Regions from separate parts of the Mus musculus genome. Here region 2 is linked to region 1. The links are chromatin contacts, called in public Micro-C maps. All regions are on one chromosome and are shown on one strand. The core of a region is the stretch at or near the end of the contact, and the rest is flanking DNA. Distances in the headings are between cores, read along the strand shown.

What was found. A called contact is a pair of places that touch in the nucleus more often than the background predicts.
Region 2: a Micro-C map of embryonic stem cells shows a contact between it and region 1, with 2.7 times the contacts expected there. The contact joins the promoter of Rasgef1c here to the promoter of Mapk9 in region 1. A contact is called at or near these places in 1 of 15 datasets of contacts at CTCF or cohesin (embryonic stem cells), 1 of 484 Hi-C or Micro-C datasets (embryonic stem cells), 1 of 115 datasets of contacts at active chromatin or transcription factors (embryonic stem cells) and 2 of 9 other capture datasets (adipose tissue and liver).

Annotation. Positions count from the first base shown.
Region 1 is chr11:49,841,512-49,848,354 of GRCm38.p6, reverse strand. It overlaps Mapk9 (mitogen-activated protein kinase 9), which reads right to left and starts at 1,604. Exons shown (of 12, transcript NM_207692.2): 1 at 1,380-1,604. It overlaps Gm36507 (a long non-coding RNA gene), which reads left to right and starts at 2,058. Exons shown (of 4, transcript XR_003949545.1): 1 at 2,058-2,140.
Region 2 is chr11:49,897,069-49,903,432 of GRCm38.p6, reverse strand. Rasgef1c (RasGEF domain family, member 1C) reads right to left here and starts at 1,598. Exons shown (of 14, transcript NM_029004.1): 1 at 1,466-1,598.

The DNA of each region.
Region 1 (6,843 bases), core at 355-2,854:
CCACACCCTCCATTTCTAGGGCACAGACCCTTCACTATAGCTGGTGTCATATCCTGTCCTAGAACTGTGTGCATGCCAGTCTGCTCTATGGGGCTCCTGGACTCTCTGGGGGACGGTACCCTGTTGCTATCTCCTTTGTGTCCCCAGAGCCCAGCAGAAAGCATGACCTAGATAATACAGAATCCAGTAGATAACTCCTGAATGTGTGGAAGGAAGCCAGAGCAAAACTCTTACCAAAACGTATTTTTTTTATCACAAATTGTTCTGACAGCTACTAGAAAGAGATTAAAAACATGAAAATATTTCACAAAGTGAGAATCAGCGTCTGTTTGCTTACAAGTTTCACAAGTTAAAGTCACCAACAAAATGGACAAAGCAGAGATAATAATAGGCAGGGATGGTCTTACTGTTCATTCACTGATCTGACTTTACAGATGAAACAACTACCTGTACTCACCATGCTATACAAAAAGGACGGGGCAATAAATCAGATAGCATCAATCCAGAGTAGGTACTGGATGGAAAATTAAAGAAACTGATGAGCGAGAATGACTAAGCGAGGGAAAAGGGTGGTCAAGCTAGGTAGGCCTCGCCTATAACAAGACACTGAACCACAGGAGGAAGCGATGTGAGAGAAGACAGCTGGGTAAAAATCTTATAGACAACTCTGAACATAGAGAAATCGAAGTGCAAAGGTCCTGAGGTAAATAAATGATTTTGGCATGCCCAAGGCAGGTGAGCTTAGGATAGGAGAGCAGAGATCTGCTTCTGTTAAGAGGGGAAGGAGTGGCGGAGGAGGTGGGCAGGGCCCACTCTGGCTTTGCTGGGCACTGAAGATGAATGACAAGGCTCGGGAGGGGGGGCAGAAGTGGGGGAGGACTCTAAGCGGATGAGGGGGAGTTCCTACGACACTCACATCAGCAAGGGAGCATTTATTTACCCACTCAGATGCTCTCAAATGTGCGCCTTAGGCTTCTCTGCCCTAACGCTTTGAGACAGTTACACTGCCCGTTAACAACCCCGACCAAACCCTAGACATTCTACCATTACTCCCGAGGGGAAAGCAGAGGGCCAGTGAGGGTCGCAGTCACCGCCAAGGTCGCGGGGACCAGAGCTCAGGCTCCAGGGCATGCAGCGGGGTGCAGCGACGTGCCTCACAGCTGGAGGAAAGGCGCCCACAGATCCCTGCGGGCAGGTCTGCTGGGGCCCGGCCAGACAGCCGGCCTGCAGCCCTGGGGCTGCACACACCAGGCGGGAGAGAACGACCGCGGAACCGTGGATAGCCGGGCAGTACCGAGCAGTCCACCCCCTGAGCCCCGCACCCCAGGCCCTGCGTGGCCCGAGCAGCCCCGCCAGGCCTAGCCGCCCGCCCGGCTCACCTCGGCTCCGCGCCGCCGCGCCGGAGGCAGAGGGAGGGCACGCTGGCGGCGATGCGTTCTGGCGGCACCCAGCTCCACGACCTGGACCCGGTCGCCCCGCCCCGCTCTGCTCCGCCCCGTCGCCGTCGCAGTGGGTGTGAGGGGCGCGGGGCGCTGCGACCCTTCCGGTCCGGTTCCCTTCTGCTCCGCTGCTGCCACCGCCGCCGCCGCCGCCGCGGCGCTCAGTCTGACGGATTCTTAGGCCAGCCAATCAGAACTAGGATATCCAGACAGGCGGGACCAATTGAGACTGGGGGTGGGCAAGGCTGGGCAGTACGGGCGTGGCTGGAGGCTGGGTGTGGGCGGGGCCAGTGGCGCGCTCTGGATGCCCTAGTGCAGAGTGGCGCCCCCTAGGCGGCTCGCCGTCTGACCGTCTGCTTGCTGGAAGAGCGTCCGCCAGTGTGCACAGAGTTAGGGATCCAGGTCAAGCTAGGACCGTCTCCTGAGCCCGCCCTCCAGGGCCAGGAGACCCGCATGCGCCGGAGAGGGTGGGCCAAGGGGAGCCAGAGCCGGGGAGGGGCGAGGCGTGACTTTGCGACTACAGTGTAGGAGCCATTGTCAGGCCTCGGTTGTAGCAGGTGCAAATGGAGAGGCGACTTGGAAAAGGACTAAAGACAGCCGGGTTAGACAAGAGTTCTGGGCATGATCAAGGACTTGAAGCCTGGGAACCTGGAGTACAACGGCCCCGGAGGAAGAACCAGGACAAGCCGCGGGGCCTTGGGGTTTGTTTTTCACTAAGGCAGATGCCACACTGAATGGGATCATAACAGGGGTGCGGCCAGATGTCCAGAAGGTGGGGGTTGGGGAGACGGTGACCATGACCCTGATGAGTCAGTGACGGGTATAGCCTAAAGAGGCCTCTTATAAGAGACAAGTTTCTGCTTTGGTGTAGAGGGGTGAGGAGGGTGTCCGTCCAGTGCTGAAGGGCTTCTAGACAGTGGGTCTTTAACACTGCTGCTTTTGTTGACGCTTCTGCAGACCTCTGGCTCTCAAGTAGGTTCCAGAAGGTCTGAGGTGAATCAGATGTTTGGAAAACTCAGAATTTGGGATTCTGACTACTCTGTGTTTTGATAGAGAGGCTGCAAGTGAGACAGGGACGTTGAACACACTGAGGGAAGCTACGAACAGGTTAGGCTGAGGACTGGTCAATAAGGGATTGGAAAAATGGAGACAGTAGTTGACAAGTGGTGTCTATGGTGGTAGAGCTGTAGTCACAAGATGCCAAGGAGGAGCCAGGGAGAAGGACTCTGCGTATAGGAAGATCAAGAGACTAGGAGGCCCCATGAATCTCCGCAGAATTTGAAGAGAGCTGTGACTCTGGTTTCAAGCACTGAACTAGGGTGGTGGAGGCTCAGAGGAGCAGTAGGGTCGAGAAGGGGATCCAGACAATCACAGTGTCTCTGTCCTATTCTGCTTTTATATTGGTGTGACAAGGCACAATGACCAGAAAGCACTTCGGGGAGGAGAGGGTTTATTTTGGATTAGAACTCTGAGGTCACACTCCATCGTTAAAGGAAGTAGGAAACTCAAGGCAGGAACCAAAGCAGAGGAAGTGGGGGAACGCAGCTCACTAGGTCAGGGATGGAACTGCCTCCAGTGTGCTAGGCCCTCCCACATCAATCATTTGTGAAGAAAATGTCCCCACAAACTTTATTACAGACCAATCTTAGGGAGGCATTGTCTCAGTTAAAAGTCTCTCTTCCCAGATAGGACTAAATCGAGTTGACCAAGCCCAACTAGCAGAGTCCTCCTTTGGCCACCCCCATGCTGGCCACCAGGGGGAGTATGGTTTATTCCTGCTCAAAATTCTCCTAGTTCCTGAGTGTGCTGCTTTGAGAAAGGTTCTTTTTGTGAGCTTCTGTCCACACCTGTCCTCACCTCGGCTCTTCCCGTCACTGCTTTAGAAGCTCCAAAGAAAACAGAGCCAGCAGTTGGCATTATTAAAAACCAGCACAGCCTGGCTACCATTGTTGCAGTTTCCCTGAAGAACACTAATGAGTGCTTCCCCTCAGATTAGAATCCCTAGACATCCAAGACTGGTGTTATAGCCAACTCAATGCAAAGTAAGTAACCACAAATCATCATGGGTATGTTTACCCAGTAAGTTTCCCATTCAGATTCTGTTTTTTTCTACAGACGCTGCTCTTTGTTCTTTTTTTTTTCAAAATAATGGTGAACATACTGAGGTGAAATGACAGGGTGGGGTGGAATGGCGGGAGTCCGTGCTTTGAATGAGTGCACAGAATCCTGGGCGAAGCCTCTAAGTGCAAAGATCCCGCCAACAGTGTGTTGTGTCGTGGGCTCCATACATGGACACTGACGCCTGGTCACAGTGGCCGGGCTGGGAGGAACAGTGGAAGAACTTTTGGCAGAAGGAAGTTCTTACCGAGGCTGGAAAACAAAGCAAAGGGCTGGGTCTGAGACTTTGAAACACATTTGGGCCAAGTGCTCAGAAGGAGGAGGGACTCAGAACGGGGAGGGGCATGTGTGCTGTGTCCACAGAACCACAGCCACCTGTACTGGCAGGAGTGGTAGGTAAGGAGATTGGAGTGATGCGGCCTTTGGGGACAGAGTGGCGTTGGTGACCATGGGCTGATGGGCACATAGGCCGCCTTGTTTATTGCTCTGCCTTATTTAGACAAATGGGTAAATGGTTGCTTTTGTGCCACCTCTTCATCATTTAAAACTGAAAGGGATTCCAAAACAAAAGCAACAACTCCATTGTTGGGTTCTCTTCACAAAGGGCTGTGGTCCTGAGAAACTGGGTGGAAGATACCCCTACAGGTAAAGCCCCAGTTTTCCTTCACCCTATTCTTCCTGTGGCCCTTACCTATCTGTCTTTGCAGCATGATAGGCTGGAAATCTGGCTGTAAGGTAAAGGGCAGCCGTTACGGGTGGTAAGCAAGGAGCTAAGTGATGTGATTCAACGTGCATTTTAGAAAGCTCACTAAGACTTGTAAGATTTGAAGAATGGCGGGCTAAGACGACAAGACCAGTTGAGAGCTACAGCAAAGGCCATTTTGAGAAACTGAAGCATGGGTTGGGGCTATCTATGGTAGCAGGTGCCAAGAGGAAAGAATTGATTTTTAAATTGCTTCAAGACTGTAGGGGGATATAAATCAATCTGCAATGAGCTATCACTACATAACCAGTAGGAATCATGCACTAAAACTTAATATCAAGTGTTGACGGTGACATGAAGCAGGTGGAACTCATGCTCGGCTGGTGGGTATATTTTGCAAAATAGTACAGCAATTTTGGATTGAGCTGAAAGTCCACTGTACATACCACGCAAGCATCAGGAGGCATGAGTCCTGGGCTTGGGGTGCTAGGATAACAAGAATTTGTCAGAGGCCTGCTTCTATGCAAGCTCTTCCTTGGTCTGTGTTCCAATTGAATTCTACTTATCAGCAATACTCCCTTGGGCAAGGGATTAGCTCCTCTGGGCCTAATTCTGTAGGAAGTAGTAAAGACAGCAATTCTTGCCTGTTGGGGATGCTGCTCTGTCTCCCTGTTCTCCGTTTCTACTCTTTTCAAACATTTCTTCTCTTCTCCCCTACTGCTACCACTGCTGAGGAATCTAACTGAAGAATCCAATGTGTTCTGTAGAGGAAAACAACTGGACATAAACCAATGGGGACAAGTATTGTCTGTCTCTCTGTCTCTCTCTGTGTTTCTCTCTCTCTCTCTCTCTCTCTCTCTCTCTCTCTCTCTCTCTCTGTGTGTGTGTGTGTGTGTGTGTGTTTACATGAAATATCAGAGGCAGGCCACTTTATAAAGAGAGCCAGGATCAAGGACTTAGCTCAGTAGTAGAGCACTTGCCTACAGTAATGGTTCATTTCTATCATGAATGTCAAGAGATTGAGACCTGAGTGGGAAGTTGGTAAAATGCACATCCAGATGTGGCTCTGGGGCTCTGGAGCTGTTGCCAGAGACTAGCTAAGGGGAGAGCACCCACCCTGAGTGTGCATGCTACTAAATAGGTTGGGGCCCCATGGAGTAAATGAGGAAAGGCAGGGTAAGCCACAGTGTGGGCGTTCCCTCTCTCTGCTTCCTAACAGCTGTGATGTGCACTGCCCTGCTCCTCCCTATCCGTCCTCCCTGCCAGGATGGAGTGAGTCTCTGAACCCACGTCCAAAGGAAACTCTCTCCTCATTTGTTCCTGTCAGCTTCTTTACCACAATGATAAGAATGAGCAGCACATAGCAGGTGAAAGGCTCTGGTGCAGACCCCAGGACCATAAGACAAAACTGAACTAGAAACCCCAACAACAGCAAGTAAAAGGAAAAAGGGAAGGGGAGTGAGTGATAATTCAAAGACAGACCAGAGCTTAGTCCTCTAGACCCCCATTTTAAAAGTTAGACATGTGCTTCTAAGACCTAAGGAGGCAGAGACAGGCAAATTTGTGGTTCAGTGGCCAGCCAATCTACCTTAATTGTGATCCTGAGGTCCCAACAAAAGACTTTGTCTCAAAAATACAAAATGCATGGCATCTGAAGATCGCGAGCACACACACACACACACAAGCTACACAAACGCACACATACACAAACACAAACTCACATAAATACACACACACAGGCACACACACACAAAGAGGTTTGTTTTGGTGTGTGGTTGGAAGTACAGGGTTGAGAAATCTTATCCAGTTATGGCTTTCTTGCTGGCAAAGTCTCTGGGCAGTTGAGACAAAGTCTGTGAACTGTGTATATGTGTGAATGTCTGGTGGTTTTCCTCATAAAACCTCCAGAAGCCTACCCTAATCCTAATGACATCTGATCCTGATCATTTCTGTAAGGCCTCACCTCTAAACACCACAGCTGAAATAACCTTTTACCTCTTCTTACCTCACGATAGCCCTGGGGCCACTCACATTGCATCAGACCCACAGGAAGACTTGCTCTGGGAAGTTCTTGTGCTGTGCACTGTGGTGAAAAGGATGGAGCCAGCCTCAGGGAACCAGCTTGCTCAGGAGCCAGGGCTGGAGAAGTCAGGGGTTTACTCTCATCACATCTTGTTCTTCTCTGGGTCTCTCTCTCTCTCTCTCTCTCTCTCTCTCTCTCTCTCTCTCTTTCTCTCTCTCTCTCTCTCTTGCCTTGGGGTGCCTGCTACCTGTCCGTGCTGTTGCTCCAGCATTCAAGAGCAAGGACCCTCTGTCTTGAAAACTCCAAGACTCAGTGATGAGCCTTTCTTGTAGTTTCTACATACATGCCAGTCAACTTCGTTAGACCCAGGCTCACCTGATACCACCTGAAGAGAGTGGACTGAACTAGCTGGAAGTGGTGGTAATGAAGGGACATATTCTCTGATATCTGGAGGGTGTAGAGGTGACATGGGGGGCTTGTGCTGAATGGAGGTAGATGATCAGGACTGTATAACTGGAAACTGAATGTTGTGGCCCTCAGTGGGCCTTTTTCTAGGCATC
Region 2 (6,364 bases), core at 349-2,848, 55 kb before region 1:
TTTACGTGGCTATGCCGCCAGGGGTGGATGGGCACAGCCCTCTCAAATATCTCCACACCTCTGATCTCTTAGGCCTGTCTGCGTTCTCTTTGCCTGGCCACTCTAACCCTGCTTCATCTCTGCCTCCTGCACAGCTCTTCAACTGCCATTAAACCTTTCCTTCTACAAGTCAAACTCCAAACCTCCGAGGACTACTGCGCCCAGACGAACATCCAAGCCTAAGTTCTGCTGACGTATCCGGTTCAAAGCCCTTACCACGCATCGTCCGTATGTTGCACCTGTTCAACCCTTTTCCACCGGCTCCAGGCTCCAACTTTGACTTACAGCACAGAGGTCTCTAGCCAGGGACAGGTACCTTCTCTGGCCAGGCCCAGGCTCTGTCCCAATACCTGCGTCTCTCCAGCCCATTACCCCATTTTATTGTCCTCATAGAGATGATCTTCTAAAACGACTTCAGATTTTCCCTTGCCCTCACACCAGTGTGGGAACAGTGTTCAGGATAGGAAGCTGGCTGCACACAGTAGGTTTTCAGTGAACACAGCATTCTTACGGCACCTGACAAAGTGGCTGAAGTACTGGGGTAGGAGCTGGAACCTCACCTTTGTCACTTCTTGGGAGCAAGTCCTCTCATCCCTCTGAGTCTGTTTACTTGACTGTGAAGTGGAAACAGCCCTGCGCATCAGGTGGGTCTTCCCAGGACCCTTCTTGGCCTCTCTTACCTGCCCTACAGCCACAGGAGGGGGTCAGTTGGAGTGCAAGGGACCCCACCACCTTACCATCTAAGCTGCTGGGCAGACAGCGGCGTTCAGAGCACCCACTTCTCTCCAGGGCTTCTCTGTCTTCATCCTTGAGCCTGCTTCCTGCCACTGCCTGAGGGACACACATGGAGTCCCAGCAGATGCCATGACCCTACAGATCCTCATGGGCACACTGGTCCTCTGGTTTCCAAAAGGCCAAGGTTCGTGTCACCCTTCCCATACAGATCGCAGGTCAACTTCGCTGTGCCCGTTTCAGAGCCAGGGAAACTGAGACTCATGTGGGAGGGGACTCTGGGCCCAGGATGGCTTTTTTCTGCCACTAGCTGGTATAGGGAGGTGGTCTCCTTCCAGCGGCTGGGGGCGTGCCCTTTGCTGAGTCCCCTGGCCTCCAGCCACTGCATGGTACCTCCACTCCGGGACCCTGCGCTCGCCCTGCGCCTTAGGGAGGTGTGTGTGTATGGGCGGATTGGGGCTCCCGCGCCATTCGGCCCAGTGTCATCCACCTCTCCGCCACGCGCGCCGCGGCTCCGGCCACGCGCACTGTCACCCGCGCGCACCTTGCCCCGGGTCAGCCCCGCGCGTGCCCGCCCGCGGCCCGATCCGCCGTCCCCGCCCACGTCGCTGCCGCGCCCCACGGGCGGACCTCGCCGCGCCCCGCACGCCCTTGTCCGCAGCGCAGGTGTGTCTCCTGACCGCGCGTTACTCACCGGCTCCCGGCGCTCCGGCAGCCCGGGCCCGGCCCATCGGCAGCGCCCGCCGCGCCCGCTGCAGCCGCTGCACCGTGGACCGGGCGCTGCCTGCTCGCCCGCTCGCAGCCCGCCGCGATCCCGCACGCAGCCCGCCCGTGCGCCTGGCCCGGCCTGAGCAGCGCGGAGCCCCCTCGCGGCCGCACAGGGAAGCGCGGGTGGAGCCGCCCGAGTCCGCGCAGCGCAACGCAACGCTGCCCGCTGCCCTCCCTGTCCACTCCGCATGCCGTCGCCTTGTCCAAGCCTCTCCTCTGCTCCCAGCTCCCGGGATCAAGACCCAATGTCCAGGAATGCGCTCGGGACCCTCAATGTGATTCGTTTCCCCTCGCTTGAGGGAAGTCCCGCGTGCTAAAACTGCTCCTGTGGTGCTCTCCCAAGCCTGGTCCCCGAGCCCCCAGCACTTAAACTGCCATCAGGCCATACCTCTTCTCTGGACCAGCCTCTGGAATCCCGAAACCCAGGTCACACTTGCTTCAAGGCTGAGTCCTGGCCTCTCCTACAACGGCCACTGAACTTTGGGTGGTCTGTGTCCTGGAGTCCTATTGGCACAGGCTAAGTGTCAAAAGAATGGCGAAGACTGCACACACCCTCCTCCCTATAGTGAGGGACATAGCTGCGTTTCATGGCTCTGGAGGCACTGCGATGCTAGAAAGATAAAGCAGGGCGGTCATAATTTTAAGTGAAAAGAAGGAGCCAACACAGGACCTGGTGACCTTCTGCCCTGGCTCCATCCAGGCGTGTCTCACTGCAGAGGTCAGGACATCTGTCTTCTGCTTTGGCAGAACCTCCTGATGAATTGTGGCAGGAACCCAACTCAATTCACTCAAGCGGAGTTTATTGGTTATTAAAACATGGGGGGGGGAGAAGCAATGTTGATTCCTAGGGTAGTTAAATCATAGTCTTTGACTCTCCAGTGGGGAGAGTGCTGGGAGCCAAGGTGGAAGGGAGCAGGGCTGGAGTAACCTCCTGAATACTAGGAAGAGGTAGGTCGTGTTCTTGATTGTGGCCCTAGGGACAAATTAGCCCCAGTTCTGCCCAAAGCATTCCCAGCAAGAGGAGATGGTACATCCCCAACTACCTTGGCTCCTAAGAAGCCCCCTGCCTTGGTTTTCTGGATTGCATCTCCCATTCACAGTGGTCTGGACCACAAAAGTTCATCCCACAAGGTTGTCACTGAGAGGGCATAAGAGGGAGAAGCAAGCAGCATGAACCAGTGTAGAGGGGGCAGGCAGAGGAGAGCTGAGAAGCACAGACCCTAGACAGGGTCAGTGAATGGTGCAGATACAAGAAAGGAAAAGCCACAGGGCTTAGTGATACAGGACAGGAGAACTTGAGAGGAGTGGGAGATTCTGGGTTGGTGAGGGGTGAGGGGGAAATTTCCCAGGGGTGGCTGTTGGGTAGGTAGTAGTTGTGAGGTTTGCTGAGGCACCCTTTCCCAGAAGGTGGTGAGACTGTGTGGCCAAAGGAAATCTTGGGAAAGTCCTGAAGACAGCTAGTGAGTGCAGTCTGGAATTGGGTCCTTGGGGTAAAAGAAGGAGACCCTTGGGTTTCAGTGGCCATAGACACCCTGTGCAGGTCCTCAGCGGCATTCTGTCTCAGCCTTGGCATAAATGCATCAGGTGACTCAGGGAAGCCTGACAGCCTGCAAGGTGGCCGAACAGGATCACCAATAAAATGCAAGAACAAAGACGACAGAACTTTGGGCTCCAGCCAATGCACTTTATCAGCAGAGCCCATAAACTGTCCGTTCTTGGGTCTGATGAAAGCCCTCCAACGTTACTACAAGGGCAGACAGAGCACTAGGAGAAAGTCACGCTACAGTCAGCTACAAGGAGGTGTGTGTGTGTGTGTGTGTGTGTGTGTGTGTGTGAGAGAGAGAGAGAGAGAGAGAGAGAGAGAATCTCTTATTGTTTACACACCAGGATTCTGCCTTCCCACAGAGTATGAGTGAAGACTTGGGAGGAGGAGGAAGCAAGAGTGCCCATATGTGTATATATGTGCAGTACGGGTCTGCATGTGCTAAATGTATGCAGTATGTGATGAATGGTGGTGTTTATACTCTACACATGCATGCAGAACACTTGGGTGTGATATGTATGCGGTATGTGGTGCATCTGCATGTACATTATGTATGTGAGGTGTGCATGACTCCGTGTGTGTGTGAGAGAGGTATGTGTAGAGTAAGCATGGATCTGGATGTAGGTAGGATGGGTTCCTAGTACCATCATGATGCTAGCCTGTAACTAAAGGATGCTATCTCAGATGGGATCCTGGCAATGGAGCCTGAGATAAGACTGGAGGTTGCCGAGGTGGAAGGAGATTCCAGGGAGCCAGGGCTAGAGCAGGGAAGGAGGGGCAACTCATAAAGGACGCATTGTTAGGATGGTGACCATCACGGCCAACTAAAGCCTGTCTTCCTGGAGACTCTGTGGGAACTGTACTGAATACAGATGGCTGAGATTACAGAGGGCACAGAACCTGCCTTCTTCAAAATACCTATTGGAACACCCAAATTCTTGTAGGTCTTACCTGAAGCCCAGTCACCTCCCTCCTCCACCACACTAAGCCACAGGCAGTGCCTTTTCCAGTTTGTGCATGTCGGAGGTTGAGTCCAGGGTCAGAGCAGTTTCTGCATCCTTGTTGGGCCATGGCTATTTGCACATCTATGGTTATAAGTAGAGTCAGAAGCACAGAGATGCTCAGGCCTGCATCCTAGATACTGGTCCTCATGCTTTTCCAGGGCAGAAGCCTGCCTCCTTGTATTGGCTGACTGCCCCTTAGTGTGGTTTAACTTGACACGTTCCCCATTATATCAGTCTCTTGGTTCCCAGATGCTGGTCCTACTTTGGAGGCTGTGACATCTGAGGAGGAAGAACCCAGCCAGAGGTTATAGACCACTGAGGCATTCATTCGCAGGTTACTCCAGGACCCGAGTCAGGTCCTCTTCCTCTGTCTGCTATGAGGTCAAGGTCCTCATCACAGCCTCTTGCCACGATGATGCTCTGTCCAAGGACAAAGTGACCATGGCCTGAACCTTCAGAAACCGTGGACTGACATGAGTAATCCCTTCCCTTTTGTTGCCATCCGCTTGTGTGTGATAATGAGAAAGAGTGTTTGCTGTTGCTAACCCTGGTGATGAGGTCTTCAGGCCTTTGGAAGTGGTTGTGGGGGAAATTTGAAGACTTTGGAAAAGCAGGCTAGAGAGCTCGGAAGTGTTGTATGCTCATCTTAACTGGCAGTGATGGTGGGAACTCGGGAGATCAGAACCCCATTGGGAATGCAGACAGCAGAAGACTTCTCGTGAGACTTCAGACAGGCACAGGCACAGTGTGCTGGGAACTGGACCAAGGTGGCTCATGCTGTAGTCTGGCAAAGGACTTCTCTGTATATTTCTACCTCCTGAGACTTTATGGGAGACAGAGTTTAAAGGTAACAAAACAGATTCTCTCCCTCCCTCCCTCCCTCCCTCCCTCCTTCCCTTCCTCCCTCCCTCCCTCCCTCCCTCCCTCCCTCCCTCCCTCCTTCCCTTCTTCCCTCTTACTTTCCCTCCCTCCCTCCCTCCCTCCTTCCCTTTCTCCCTCCCTCTCTCCCTCCCTCCCTCCCTCCCTCCCTCCCTCCCTCCCTCCTTCCCTTCCTCCCTCCGTCCCTCCCTCCCTCCCTCCCTCCGTCCCTCTCCCTCTTCCTTTCCCTCCCTCCCTCCCTCCTTCCTTCCCTCTTTTTTCTTTTTCTTTTGGAGATGCTGAGGACTGAACCCAAGGCCTTGTGCATACTAAGTAAGTACCTTACCATTGAACTCTATCCACAATCCTTTTTCCCATTAAAACATTATTTTTTAGATAGGGTATAATGGTTCAACTCTCTCATACACTCAAGAGATTGGATGCTTGGCCCACAGGGAGGTGTATTCTCATTGGAATAGCTATGGCCTTATTGGAGGAAGTCACTGTGGGAGCTTTGACAGTCTCCACTTGGTTACTTTTGGATGAAGATGAACTCTCTACTCCTCCAGCACCGTGTCTGCCTGCACACTGCCATGCTTCCTGCCTTGATAATGGACTGAACCCCTGAAACCGTAAGCCAGCCCCAATTAAACATTGTCCTTTATAAGCATTGTCTTGGCTATACTGTCTGTTCACAGCAATGGAAACCTAAACTAAGACATAGGGTTTCACTAAGTTGCCCAGGCTGGTCTTGAACTAATTTTGTAGCTCCAGAAAAATCTTAAATTCACAGTCCTCCTGCCTCAGCTCCCTGAGTAGTTGAGAGGACTCTGGAACTAGGTCTGGCTTTCCAGAGGAACTGTAAACACAGCACAGGTACAAACTGTGGCATGGTTGTTACTCGCTGCTTTTAGCCACATTTACAATGAGAATCAGGAGTAAAAAAAAGATTTGAAAATATACATCCTGCCTAGGCAAGATGGGGCACCCCTTAATGCCAGCACTCAAGACGTAGAGGCAGGAGGATCTCTTGAGTTTGAAGCCTAGTCTACATATTAAATTCCAGGACAGTCAGGGATATGCAGAGAGACCATATCTAAAAATAAATAAGTAAGTAAACAAGAAAGAAAGAAAGAAAGAAAGAAAGAAAGAAAGAAAGAAAGAAAGAAAGAATAGAGTAGAATAGAAAAAAGAAAGATGGAGAAAATCTGTGGTCTCGCCACAGAAAGAAGCATGTTTAAAGTTGAGGACAAGAAGGGTGTGGTTGTTAAAGAGATTGGTGGCATTAAAAATAATCCAAATATTTGCACCTTGAAGGCTATGGTAGAGTCCTAGTCTGCTCCCACAAAGTTCCCCCAACTGTTTGTCTGTCTGTCCATTATCTGTCCATTGGTCTGTCCATCATCTTCCTGTCTGTCAT